Regions from separate parts of the Mus musculus genome. Here region 2 is linked to region 1. The links are chromatin contacts, called in public promoter capture Hi-C maps. All regions are on one chromosome and are shown on one strand. Each heading gives the region's core, a stretch centred on a gene start, on an enhancer-like site or on the middle of the called end of the contact. The rest is flanking DNA. Distances are from core to core; before and after follow the strand shown.

Region 1 (7,032 bases), core at 1,504-4,003:
AACAAACAAACAAACAAAAAACCCAAAAAACTTCCCCAACAATAAAATTTCATATGGCTACAAGTGTGTCATTGGAGGTGGCTTTGGTATATGGTAAAGAAAGACTTAAATAAAAAGAATTAAAATAGTTTAAATTTACACATTGAAAATTTATTTTAAAAAATCAAGCATTAGATGTTAAACAATAATTGACCATAAAGATTTATTAACCTGCTCTCAGAAATATGCCACTAGCCTTGGATGACTGCTCCACTGAATATATCCTTTCAGAGTTGTAATGCTTGGATGGTTTCTATTATTAACAATGTTACCTGTTCTGTTTGTGATTCAGAGTTTGCGTGATTTTTGTGCTTTACTGAGCCAAATGATAATGATGGTATTTGTAATTGCTTCACTGAACACATCTAAGAGTTGTAATATTTGGGTTTTTTTTTTTTAATGTATAAAAACCCCTGCCTGAGACCTGCAAAATGCACTCAGATTCAAACTGCCTCTGTGTTTGTTTCTGTTTGTCCCCGCAAAATCCTTACCCACTTAGCTTTCCGGGACCCTCATTCCAGGGACCGCCATACCCGACTGGGGTGGTCTGTGGCAGAAACCCAGGCTCTAAAAGAAGGATTACTCCTGAGAGCAATCTCAGACATGTGCCTGCATGCACACACATGTGTATATGCCCACATATACAAACATTGCCACAAATACAAATATACTAAATTGTATTTCAATGAAGTTAGCTTTAAGAAAAACAAAAAACAAACAAACAAACAAAAAAAAAAAAAAAGGAAAGGCCAAGCCTGGCATGTTGGTAATATGCTAGTAAGTTCCGTGTGCAAGAGGCTAAAGCAGACCAGAGTTCACATCTAGCATGGGCTACAGGAAATGCTATCTCAAAAAGACAGACACCAGCAACAATTTGATCTGGGTGTAGGGTCCTATGCCTGCAACCTCAGCACTCCAGAGACAAGGGCAAGAGAATCCCAAGTACCAGACCGACATGACTATTAATACAGCATGTTCCTGGTTAACCTGGGCTGCATAGTGAGACCTTTCCTCAAAGCAACAACAAAAGCTCTACCAAGTTGCATCTACCTAATCTGATGCAAGACTTAGACCACTCCACTGTCTTCTCTACTGATCTCACCAAACAAATGGGGCAGTGTGGTGAGTAAGGGACAGGTTTGAGCCAGACTAGTATTCATTTCAGCTCCTACTAACGAGTGGTGTGAACAGGAACAACTTCCTTAACCTCTCTATGCTCATTTCCTCAACTTTAAATTAGCTAATTATGGAGAGGATTACATGAGATAATATACTAAAATGATTAAGAGGCCTAAGCTTGAAGAAAACATCGAAACAATGCTAACACCAGATAAAGATGTGCTGAAGAAAAGCAGGTTTGGGAGTCCAAGCACCTAAAATCTCAGCATGTGGAAGCTAAGGAGGACTGAGAGTTTAAGACCAGACTGGGCTCCATAATGAGGCCTTGTCTCATTAAAAAAAAAAAAAAAAAGAATTTAAAGGTTGTGATGGTGGTGGTAGTGGTGGTAGAGGAGGAGGAAGAAGAGTAGGAAGAGGGTTAGAGAGATGGCTTAGCAGTTAAAAGCACCAACTGCTCTTCCAAAGGTCCTGAATTCAATTCCCAGCAACTACATAGTGGCTCACAACCACCTGTAATGGGATCTTCAGGTGTGTCTGAAGAGAGCGACAGTGTACTTACATAAATAAAATTTTTAAATCTTAAAAAAGAAAAGAAGATACAGCAGTCAGAAATCAAAAGGGTTCACACACACACACACTGGAGTAAATAAAAACCAGACATTACACTAGACATATTGTATATAAATTAATGTAAAGTTCAAAACTAGACAAAATATGCTTTTGAGAGATGAAGGTATAGTTGCTCAAGTGGCTATGGGAATAATGACCGGGGCAATGCACGGGGTGGAAAGGGGCTTGGCTTGAACTGGTGTTAGTTACACGTATGTCCCCTAATATAAACTTTTTATATACACATTTCATAACTCACAAAAGTTCCATTTTTAAGCTCTAATACCTGGAAATTTTATATGGTTACTTTTTTCCCTCTTGGTCCTCTGCCTATTTTTCCACAAATGTTATCTCTACAGTATAAGTTGTGTGCAAGTCGCTTACTGATCACCCCTATCATACTTGAGTACTTTTAATTTCCTATCTGGTTCTGCCTTCACTCCTAAAGCCCGCCCCGCTACCATCAGAGGGGTGTACTTCAAAACGAATTTGACCAGGCTCCTGGTAATTACACACGGTTCTCAAGGAGACCAGATACTCGATGCTTTACACACTTGTTTAACCCACAGGTAGGAGGAAGCCCCATTTTACCGCTAGAGAACCAAAATACTCAGAGAAATTATATGACTCTCAAGGTCAAAGTTGAGAGAGGTGGTTGAACCTCTAAATCAGATTTTTTAAAAAAGCGGACTTTTGGGTGTCACCCTCACCTCCTCTACCTCAGTCTCGGGTGTGCTTCCTAGGGCAGGGTGGATCCAGTGAACGCGGGTCATGGGCACTACACTGTGCAAGGTATCGCGCAGCAAACCTCCGACCTCAAGTCATCTTGTTTTTCTTTCCTCGTTAACATCCAAACTAAATTCCCACTCCCTCCCGCGCCGACCCTCTTCTCAGTGAAGCTGTCAATAGAACACTGACCTGAGGCAGCTCTCACGGCGCCCGTGAAGATGGAAGCCGCCATCTTGCAGCCTGCCTACGGTGGCCGCAGTGGACTCAAAGTTACAAAGCAAAAGGATAAGAAACGTGGAGGAGGCGGAACTAAAGGGAACAGGCGTGGCCAAGGTTGAGCTCTTTGAACCTTGCCTTTCTGCCCTAAACCACCGTCTTCTTAATTACTTATTTTGCCTTTATGTTTGGGTTCGCGCACGACCCTGCGTGCTTATGGGGGTTAGAGAAAAACTTGCAGGAGTTGGTACTGTCTAAACTTTTGTTTGTTTGCTTTTGTTTTGTTTGAGACAGGTTTTGGGGGTTTTGTTTGTTTGTTTGTTGTTGTGTGTTTTGTTTTGTTTTGTTTTGTTTTAGATTTATGTATGTAGCCCTGGTTGACCTGGAACTAGCTCTATAGACCTAAGCTGGCCTCGAACTCACAGAGACCCGCTGCTGGGATTAAAAGTGAGAGCTACACTCCTCCCCTATACCCCAACTCAACTTCCCCATTTTTGAGACAAGGTCTTCCAAGATCCCGAAGGTGACTTGGGACTCCTGTACTCCAAGTGACCTTACTGCCAGTATAGATATGATAACAAGGATTACAGGCTCTGCTGCTGAGCCAGCATGGATTGTGTAAAGACACTTAAAACGAAAATAAAAAAGCAAAAATTAAGGTGAAAAGGGAAGAGAAAAGTCCAAAATAACAAGAAAAACAAACACCCCACAAATCTCATTTAGAGAGTGGCGGTTCAATTTTTGGCTTCAGGACTCTTACACTCTATTGAGGAACTAGTAGTGGTGGCTACACCTAGGGTAACAGCTCCATAGCAGGTTGAGGCTTGAAGACCTCAGAAAATTATTGAAAATTCAAAGAGCTTTAACTTATATGGTTATATCTACTGGTATTTGTTATACTAAAACTTAAAATTGGGAAAAATAGGGGGCTGGAGAGATGGCTCAACTTTTAAGAGCACTGACTGCTCTTCCGAAGGTCCTGAGTTCAAATCCCAGCAACCACATGGTTGCTTACAATCATCTGTAATGAAATCTGATGCCCTCTTCTGGGGCTGTCTGAAGACAATTACAGTGTACTTATATATAATAATAAATAAATCTTGAAAAAAAAAAACTCAGTTGTCTTTTTCCTACTGCTGCTACAAAAACTATGACAAACTCAGTGACTTAAATGCCATAAATTCACTATCAGAGTTTTGTAGGCCAGAAATCTAAGATAAATTCCAAGGACTAAAAATCAAGTTATACTAAGGCTGTGATTCTTCTGGAAGCTCTAGAAGAGAAGTCCTTTCTCTTGCTTTTTTCCAGTTTCTAGAAAATGTCTGAAATCCTTGGCTCATGAACACTTTTGTATTTATTTATTTATTTATTTATTTATTGTTTTGCTGCATAAACATCCACAGGCTAGAAGAAGGCATCATATCCCCTTCTGGTTGTGAGTCACCATGTGTCATTGTAAGTCCTCATGTGGTTTCTGGAAATTGAACTCAGGACCTCTGGAAGAGCAGCAAGTGCTCTTAACCGCTGAGCCATCTCTCCAGCCCCTAGTTTTGTATTTTGCAAAGACAGTGTCTTATTCCTCCCATCCTCCTTCAATCTTATAATCATACTTGACCTACCCAGATAATAAAAAGTGGTATTCTCATCTCAAAAATACTATATATTTAGTACTGGGAATTGAACTCATGACTCCTACATGCTAAGAATGCCTGCAATAACTGAGCTACAAAAAATTCTTCTTCTGGCTTTTGTTTGTTTGGTTTTTGTTGACATGTTCTCACTCTGTAGCCCTGGCCAGCCTGAGACAATCTGTGTAGACCAGGCTGTCCTTGAACTTAGAGATCTTTTTGCTTCTGCCTCCTTCGTAGTAGGATTGACAGACTCTTATATCCACAGAATGTTTTTTTCTTATAAGGTACCATATCCAAAGAGATTAGAAGAAAGAAGACATCCTGAGGGTCTGGTTGTTTTGCTTACCACACATGATTAAAATAGCAATCATAAATCCACTAATGTTAAACAAAACTAATAACTGTGAGAAATCTAAGGTCCAGCATAAAAAACAAATACATAAAAGAGCCCATTTATACATGGTGATCCATGCCTGTAATCACAGTATTTGATAACTTGAGGCAGGACAACTTGCCTCTAGTTAAAGGCCTGTCTGGGCAAGAGTGAGACCTTATTTATTAAAACAAATAAAACAAGAAAAGCATCAAAAACCTAAAAATCCCTGAGTTATGAAATTTGCTTCTACATTCAATTTCTTGTGATATTAATAAATCAAGTAATCTCTGTACAATTATGTGATTACCAGAATAAAAAGGCAAATAATAATTTACCATTACAACAATAATTTTCAGTTTATGAGCTCCTCTGTATGAGTCCCAGGACTCCCCACGGGTTACCTCAATCACATTTTAAAAACACTCAAGACATTTATACTTGCTTCTCCGAGACATGGGCTGTGTAATTGGGTAGTGAGTCTGAAACACTGTTGTCATGTCAGTCTGCCACCTACCTACGGTGGCCATTTGGAGTCCAAAATCATCCATATATGGTAAAGTCCATATATAGTAAAAGGTCAATGATATGTCCATAAAGGCTCTTTTGAAACTACTAATTAAGCCTGGTAGTGGTAGCAGCTGCATCATACATCTTTGATCTCAGCACTAGGGAGGCAGAGACAGGCTGATCTCTGAGTTCCAGGCTAGCCTGGTCTATAGAGTGAGTTCCAGGATACAGAACTACACAGAGGTACACAGAGAAATTGTCTCAAAAACAAACAAACAAACAACAAAAACCCCTACTAATTATTGTGTGTGTGGATATGCGTGAGGATTAACTTTTTAGTGTGAGGGATACACACACACACATGTATATATACATACATACATACATACACACACACACACACACACACACACACACACATATGCATGCATGGGACTAATTCTGGGATTCCATTCCCCTTACTCTGTTGATGCAGGGTCACTTGATGTTTCTGTTGCTGTGCTACATATTTGAGCCTATCTGGTCCAAGAACTTTCAGGCTCTTGTCTGCTTCTCATCTCACTCACCACAAGAATTCTGGGTTTGCAGGTGGATACCCCACATTTGGCTTCTCCCGTGGTTCAATCTTGCACAGCTAGGGCTCTTATTAGGATCCATCTGCCAGCATAGTTAAAGGTAGTTTGATTGGCAAAGGAGTCACTGTACCTTCTTAAATAGGGAAATTATGTGACACAAATTTTCCAAATGATGTTAGTATAATCCTGGTAACATTTTGTTATTTTTGGTTGTTCATTTTTTTTTTTTTTGGTCCTGCCTCTGCCTCTTGAATGCTGGGATTATATGTTTGTGCCATCACTCCCAAATCTAGTCACATTTTAAAACAAACAAACAAACAACAACAAAAAAAAACCCTAGGAGTTTTAGGGAGTAGGGATTAACTTGTCTGGCATTAAGTTTTTTCATAAAACATATTGTGGTTTTTGTGTGTGGTGTGTTTGGTGTGCATGTATATATTATTATGTTAAAATGTGCAAATGTGTGTGTGTGGTTCATGTGTGGAGTTTAGTGGTCAGTTTTCAGGAGTTGGTTTTCTCTTTCCATTGTATGGGATTCTAGGATCAAACATTCAAGTTTAGTGACAAGTGCCTTTACTCACTGAGCCATCTTACTTTAAAATATGCATAGATATATAGGTGTATATGTACTATTATTTACATGTATACATGTGTATACCACATTCGAGGATGCCCTCTGAGGCTAGAAGAGCATATCAGAGTCCCTGGAACTGTTCTTTCAAGTTGTTGGGGGACACTGCATCTAGACTCTGAAAGTTGAACTCAGGGAAGGCTGGAAAGATGGCTCCTCCAGAGGACCAGGACTATCTGTAACTCCAACTCCAGGGGATCTGACACCTTTGCATACACATAAATGCATACAAAACACCAATGCATATAAAATAAAAAAATAAATTCTATTTATAAAAAAGAAAACTGAACTCAGGTTCCTTGCAAGAGTGATAGGTTTTGTGACCTAGTTTGCTTGTCCTGGTTTGCTTGATGTTCCTGTGATAAAACACCGACCAAAACCAATTTGGAAAGGATTTATTTGGCTTAATAAATCCATGTTATGATAGATCATTGAGGAAAGTCAGGGCAGGGCAAGAACTCAAGACAGAGATCTGGAGATCCGAACTAAAGCAGAGACCACAAAGGGATGATGCTTACTGGCTTACTTAGTTTATTTTCTTCATTATTTTAAATTACATACATGAGTATGTGTCTATGTGTGGGTATGTGCATGGGAGTG
Region 2 (7,032 bases), core at 1,824-4,323, 1.4 Mb after region 1:
TAGCAGAAGTATTAAATGCAGGAAAGGAAAACCCAGAACAAGAATGAGTAGCTAGTCCAACAAGGACAAAGTGTTATCCTTCCCACAGAAGTGGTTAAAGGCAGTCAACCTGCCACCAGGTAGCAGGTTGGTCACCCTGGGGAATGGTACTATATCTGGGGCTTGGTATTAGTCTCTGGTATTGGCAGATCTGGCACTGGCACTAAGCAGCAGCTGTAGCCAGGTCAGCCTTGGTGAGTGGAAGCCCATGTTGTTGAGCCCGTTCCTAACCTCCATCCCTGCCATCATGACTACTTTGTTCATGGACCTATTGTAATAGTACAGCAAAGGCTAGGGAAAGTTGATGACTGTCCACAGAATGGGTCATCCTATCTTCTCGGTGATTGAACTTCTCAGATGAAGTCACCTTTTGGTGAGCATTAACGTGGGATACAAGTATCTTTGCATCCTTTTATCAATATACTTCTTCCCCAGATGTCTTTCTCACCAATTTTCCAATCATCTTCTTTCTTTGTCTCTGACCATCTAGCCAACCCACTGGCTACAGCCCACGAATCAGTGAACAATAGTGCAATCTGGCCATGTGTGATGGATTATATATGCTTAGCCCAGGGAGTGGCACTATTAGGAAATGTAGCTTTGTTGGAGTAGGTGTGTCACTGTGGGTGTGGGCTTTAATACCCTAGTCCTAGTTACCTGGAAGTGATTCTTCTCAGAGCAGCCTTCAGATAAAGATATAGAACTCTCAGCTCCGCTTGCACCATGCCTGCCTGGATGCTGCCATGCTCCTGCCCTGATGATAGTGGACTGAACCTCTGAACCTGTAAGTCAGCCCAATTAAATGTCCTTGTAAGAGTTGCCTTGGTCAAAGTGTCTGTTCACAGCAGTAAAACCCTAAGTCACCATTTAGACTTCCAAACAAATTGTAATACTATGTATACTATTGAAGCTCTGTCCACAGTGAAGATTTCCCTTCACTGGTGTCTTTCAGGGTTGTCCCCAAAAGAGTTTGTAATGCTGCAGCTGTCTATTTCTGGGTGATGCCTGCATAATGTACAGAACCATCAGGGAACCAGGCCCCAGTCTTCTCTTCTCAGCCAGCTGATCATAGGGGATATACCTTGAGGCTATAGGTGTGTGTGTGGCAGCAGACAGCATTGTAATGTGAGTGGAAACCATAGGCATTTGGAGAACTTCTTCATGTAATTTGCTTGTGCCTTCAGGACCTGGTTGGGCCAGATCACATATATACCACTTCCATTTATTAATAGATTGCTACTGTGCACATCCTGCTTTATGACTGGTGGATCAGATAATTTCCAGTGCATGATGAGCAGCTTACAGAGTACCTTGAGGTTATATAGTAACTTGGTGTCCCATTGTCAAACTAAGTCCCAATAGCAGGCTAACAGCTGCCTCTTAAAGGGAGAATTGTCTACAGATGATGATGAAGCCTTTCTCTAAAATCCAAAGGTCTCTTCTGTGACTCACCTAGGGGCCTGCCAAAGGCTCCAGACAGCATCCCTGCCTGTCACTGAGATCTCAAGTACCATTGGGTCTGCTGGATCACCTGAGCCAAGTGGTAGTGTGCTTGCTTGCACAACAGTCTGGACTTCTTCAAGAGCGTTCTCTTGCTCCAGGCCCCACTTAAAGTTAGTAGCTTTCTGAGTCACTATGGACTGGAGTCACACACCCAAGTGAAGAGGGTGCTGCATCCAAAATCCAAACAGGCTCAGTAAACACCGTGCTTCTTTCCAGTGGGAGGGGCCAGACACAATAACTTTACAATAGAAGGATAGCTCTGCATGCCCCAAACCACTGCACTCCTAAGAATTTCACTGAGTTAGAAGGTTCTTGAATTTTGGTTGAATTTACGTGTTACCCATGAATTCAAACTGGCTGCTATCCACTACTCACTTGGTCCAATCAGCATAATGTTGTCAATATAGTGTACACACACACATATTTACAATCTATACTATATGTTATATATACTATGTATTACACATTTTGTTAAATAAATGAAACAAAATGCTTAATTATTAAGTAAAGATTCAGTGAAAAATTTCCTCCTTAAAACCATTGTTCGCGGGCTGGAGAGATGGCTCAGAGGTTAAGAACACTGGTTGTTCTTTCAGAGGTCCATGAGTTCAATTCCCAGCCACCACATGGTGGCTCACAACCAAGTGTAATGAGATCTGGTGCCCTCTTCTGGCTCACAGACATACTGCAGACAGAACACTGTACATAATAAGTAAATAAATAAATCTTTAAAAAAATGTTCACACTGGACCTATTTGGAAAGCACTGATATTTAACTTTACCACAAGGGCAGGATCTACAAGACAAGTACACATGAGAATGGTGCGAATTATAATGACGACCTTACTGAGCTAAAATAACTTTATTGATTATACTGATAAGGAATCTTAGGAACGCGGTTTTAGACAAGAAACGTGGTGCTTTGGCTCAAGGACTTGCTAAGGTTTTAAAAGAGTGGAGTGAATAATTTGTTCCAATTGGGCACAAATCCTATTTGATCTCGAGTTGTAGTCCTTAGGATTTTAGAAAGAGGCATAATTAGCATTAGTAAATAATTAGCATTAGTCGAAGGCAGTGCGCCAGTTTGTTTAATAAAGAGATTCCTGCTTCAGGAAACTGTCAGCTAAGGGGCTTTTTAATTTTAAGTATTTGGTCACTTTTCCTTTTTTCTTTTGCCGGCCACTAGTGCGGATAATTTCCGGAACCGTACAGGGAGGACAAGAGGAGTACAATCTTCTCTGTAACAGGTCAGAAAAAAACAAAGTGCAGGATCACGGTCTGGCACATAGCATTGCTGCCGGCGCCTCCCCTCAGCGTTTGTCACGGCTTTTCCTGGGCGCCCACGCCGGAGTTTAAATCGCTTCCAACCCCTTCCCTTTCAGCACGCTGCTTACTCGGAAAAAAAATACATTTCCCACAACACCACGCGCCGGCCGGGCCTCTCATGGGCTGTCCCACACATTGCCGTTATGTTTATGGTTACCCAAGCCCACATCTACTAAAGAACAGAGCTATTGTTTGCTTTTCAAACGTCATCCTTCTTGTTCTTTTCCACTTGTAACGTTCACTGTTTGAGAAGAGACTCCGAGGAGCGTAAGATATTCAGGCTACTCCTCTAGACACCTTTCTGCGCGAGCCTGAGCCCATGCCAAGGTCCCGGGGTCCTGAGAGTGTCATTGGGGGATGACCGCAACAGTAGTTGCTGCGGCTGCCACTGCAACCATGGTCTCCAGCAGCAGCGGCCTCGCCGCCGCCCGCCTGTTGTCGCGCACCTTCCTCCGTGAGTCGTGCCGGCCCGGCTCTGTCCTCCATGCTTGCGTAGACCTCGGGTTCCTGATTCTGGCCCCGGCGGTGTCCGGGCTCTTCCGGGCGGGCCCTCGGAAGGGGCGAGGGAGCCACCGGTCCAAACGCCAGTGGCAGACCTCGGGGGTGGAGGGGGCTTTGTCCGATGGGGTCGTGGATCGGCCGATGCACTTCGCAGGGCGCCCTGCAGACACGGCAACAATATCCTAGTTCCCTCGGTGACGGGGTGTGTGTGTGTGGAGGCGGGGGGGGGGGGGTGAGGTGGAGGTGGCCTCTGGGCTGGCCCTTACTTGGAGCCAAGGCTAAAGAGGTCCAGGATGAACTCTGCTGGGAGTGTGAGCCCCCGGGTTGAAGAGGTTGTAATTTGTCCCGAAAGATTCTGCACTTGGAGTTGACCGTTCTGTTGAAGTGGTAGGGCCAACGGAAAGGTGGTTTCTGCACCCAGAGTCAACGTGGCCCCGTAGGAGCTTGGAAGCTGACCAATGATGTGTCGCTCTTTACGAGACTCCAATGAACACCTCAGTTTCTGAGAACCAATCTCCCAGGGTTGCTATCCTGCAATGCTGACTCTTGAAAAGTAGTGCTGCGTTCAAAGTCTCTGTGTTAGGTACGATAGGAAACAGCTTGGGAACCGGTCATGTCGTTTTTGAAGTCTGGCCAATCATTCGTATGTGTATAATAGTCTTTTTTTAAAAAGTGATTTCTCGATGGATGTGGTGGCCCACACATTTAATTCCTGCATTTGGGAGGCAGAGGCAGGTATGCGGGTCTTTGTGAGTTCGAGGCCAGCCTGGTCTACAAAATGAGTCCCAAGAGAGCCACAGCTGTTACACAGAGAAACCCTGTCTTGAAAACAAAACGAAATGAAACAAACAAAAGCCTACTAAACAAACAAACAAACAAACATCTCTCAAGTAATAGCTTGGTTTGTGAAGCAGAGCATTGTCCTGCCTATCACTAACAGGAGAAATGATTGCCGATTAAAACTGTGATGAGTGATTGGTTGTCAGGTTTATCCAGATCTAGGAGATGTTAAGAAGTAATGAGTGGTTTGGTTTCATTGTGTAGAATAAGTGAGTCAGTTTACTGCTCAGAAATAGACACTCATGTAACACTCTTTTCTTTGTGACATCTTGTTTCCTCTCGCATCAGATAGTAGGTGAGACTTAGTTTCTTTCTTGGGTATCCTAAAAGTGTTCAAGGATAAGTGTGCACCCAGTAGCTGTACCTCATTGCCAGGTCATTTGAGGACAGAGGTCCGACTTGGTAACTTTGCCAAATGTGAAAGAGTTGAGTGTATTTGGGAACGTTTTCTGGAGCACCTTCTTGACTGATTAAAAGGATACCTCAATGTGCTCCAAATAGAAGGGAAGGAAGGCATTAGTTGTGCCAGTAAGTGCTGTGGCTGGTAGAGTTTGAACACTTGTGTGTTGGGTATGGCCTAAGCCAGCTTATTTGGAATCGTTTGTGGGTTAAGATGTGGAACACCAGATGTGCACATTAGCTAGTTTTCTGGAACACTCACCTATGCACCAATGTCTCTCTCTGCTGAGGTCTTTCTGGTCCAAGACCCAGCCTCCATCCAGAAGGTCTGCTGTGTTAATAGAGGTGTTTCCAGAAGAGGAATGTCTAGGTGATTTGGTTCCTTAAATTCATCCTTAGCAACCCTCACCCCACAGAACTGAACGTCTTTCATCCTAGACTGCAAGACTGAAGGCCTAGAAGAGATTTAGCTTTCTGTTGCTGGAGGCATGCTGTTAAAACTCTGAGGGATCTAAGATCTAAACTAGGATATTTTTGTATTAGTAGTATTAGTATTAAGGTTACAAGTGACTAATGTTTAAAAACCTCTTAGTTGGCAGACCTTGGAATTCTCTCACACCTGCAATATTTCCAAGCCACTGCAGTGGCCATGTTGTCTCACAAGTTAGTGCTGCTACTGTTTTCTCCTCCTTCTCTTCCTCCTCTTCTTTCTCCTCTTCCTCCTCCTCTTCCTCCTCTTCCTCCTCCTTCTCTTCTTCCTCTTCATCTTCCTCCTCTTTCTTTTCCTCTTATTCTTCCTCCTCCTCTTCCTCTTCTCCTTTTTCTTGTTACAAATTATTTAGGCTTTTAGGTTAAAATAAGATGATAGGAATCCCACCTCCACCCTGTTCTTAAATTTTAGCTGATGGCACATAATGTGTTGAGGTCCCAAGTTTTGCAGTGTTGATTTGAGTTAAAAGAGATAAAAAGACAAACAGCCCTAGGTGCTACAGGGCTCTATTGAAGGGCAACTAAGAGACTGCTAAGCTGCCCTCGACCCCTCACACACATTTAATGGCTTAGGAGAGCAAGGGACAATCTTGTTGATGTGGGGAGGATATGGAAATGAGGATGATTTTGACGAGAATATGTAAGAACTTTACAAGCATCACTGAGATTAAAATGAAGTTTGAAAAGAAACCTAAAGTTTGCTAGAGTCTTTAAAACTATCAACCAGGAGGTACTATAAATCACATCTTTCTGAATAATTAATAAGAGCAGGTATTATTTTGATCTTAGAATTAGGATATTTTGATGTCAGAAAGTTGATCTTACAATCCAGTTAGTTCTGCTGTTTGGTTTGGCAAATGAGGAAACAAAGCCAGAAAATTTCCCAGGTGGTGTCCACGGAGTCCCGGAAACCAGGTCTGCTGGTGCGTGCAGTGTCTTTTCACGTGCGCGCCTTGGGAAGCTTGGACTTCCATATGAGGAGCAGGACCTTTGGACTCTCAGGGATCCGTGGAGGAAGCGTCTCCCCTGCTCGGAGCTGCTGCTTGCCTCTCTCCCGCCCTTGCCAAGTTCCACAGGCTTATTTGCAGACTCAGGGAAGCTCTTGGAAGTGTGTGGAAAAGGACACTCCACAGTGATCGTTCCCTTTCTAGTCTCTGTTGCTGTTTGCATCTAGGAACTCAACCTTTATCTCAGAAATGGAAGCCTGAATCCAAATGCGTTGCTGGAGCCCTGAGAAAGTGACTTGATTTTTCTGGCCTCAAAGTTGCTTCATAGAAACACTGAAGTTTAAAATGATTAGTGTAGGAATAATTTAGAGTTTGCCACAGGACAGGTATTTTGTTGTGTTTGACCAATTTATTAAGTTTTTACTTAATAATATTTCTAAAATCTGAATATCTTCTCCTTGGTGATACATTATAAAACATTGTACACATAATTTTTACACTTAGTGCTTAAAAAACAAGAGTGCTTTACATTTTACAAAACATGGTGCTTGTGATCAATTGAGCCAATAGTATTGAATGCATCATTAGTATAAGTGAATATATAGTTTTATGTTTGAATAGCTGATTGGTATTTAGGGTAAGGAGCTGCTGAGATACTCCCATGTATTGTAGGTCTACTATGTAACAGTTCCTTTTACAATTAAAATATTCCACCTTGTAGGACGAAGCTCCTTAAGCAGGAAAGTAAACATCTCTGAGTAGTTTCAGGAAGTCCCTAAAACTGATCAGATTTACTCTTAGAGTAGGCCATAAAAGCTGAGCCTTCCCCTCAGACGGAAGGGAGCCAAGCTGCAAAGAAGACTCTCATACCTGGCAGAAGCAGAAACAAGCCAAGCTGCTTGGAAGTAATTTAGACCAACTGAGGCACCAGCAGAGGCCATTCTCCAGCCTGTTAAGCTGCTGCAGGTTGTGCAAAGTGTTCCAGGTT

Evidence for each region. Capture Hi-C pulls out chosen DNA fragments and counts their contacts.
Region 2: a promoter capture Hi-C map of liver shows a contact between it and region 1, with 2.3 times the contacts expected there. The contact joins the promoter of Suclg1 here to the promoter of Mrpl35 in region 1. A contact is called at or near these places in 1 of 39 promoter capture datasets (cranial neural crest), 3 of 484 Hi-C or Micro-C datasets (CD4 T cells and CD8 T cells) and 1 of 9 other capture datasets (liver).

What each region holds. Positions count from the first base shown.
Region 1 is chr6:71,821,031-71,828,062 of GRCm38.p6, forward strand. It overlaps Mrpl35 (mitochondrial ribosomal protein L35), which reads right to left and starts at 2,754. Exons shown (of 4, transcript NM_025430.3): 1 at 2,686-2,754. The coding sequence starts at 2,728.
Region 2 is chr6:73,245,432-73,252,463 of GRCm38.p6, forward strand. Suclg1 (succinate-CoA ligase, GDP-forming, alpha subunit) reads left to right here and starts at 3,074. Exons shown (of 9, transcript NM_019879.3): 1 at 3,074-3,322. The coding sequence starts at 3,226. Gm38834 (a long non-coding RNA gene) reads left to right here and starts at 3,332. Exons shown (of 2, transcript XR_869182.3): 1 at 3,332-3,952; 2 at 6,851-7,032.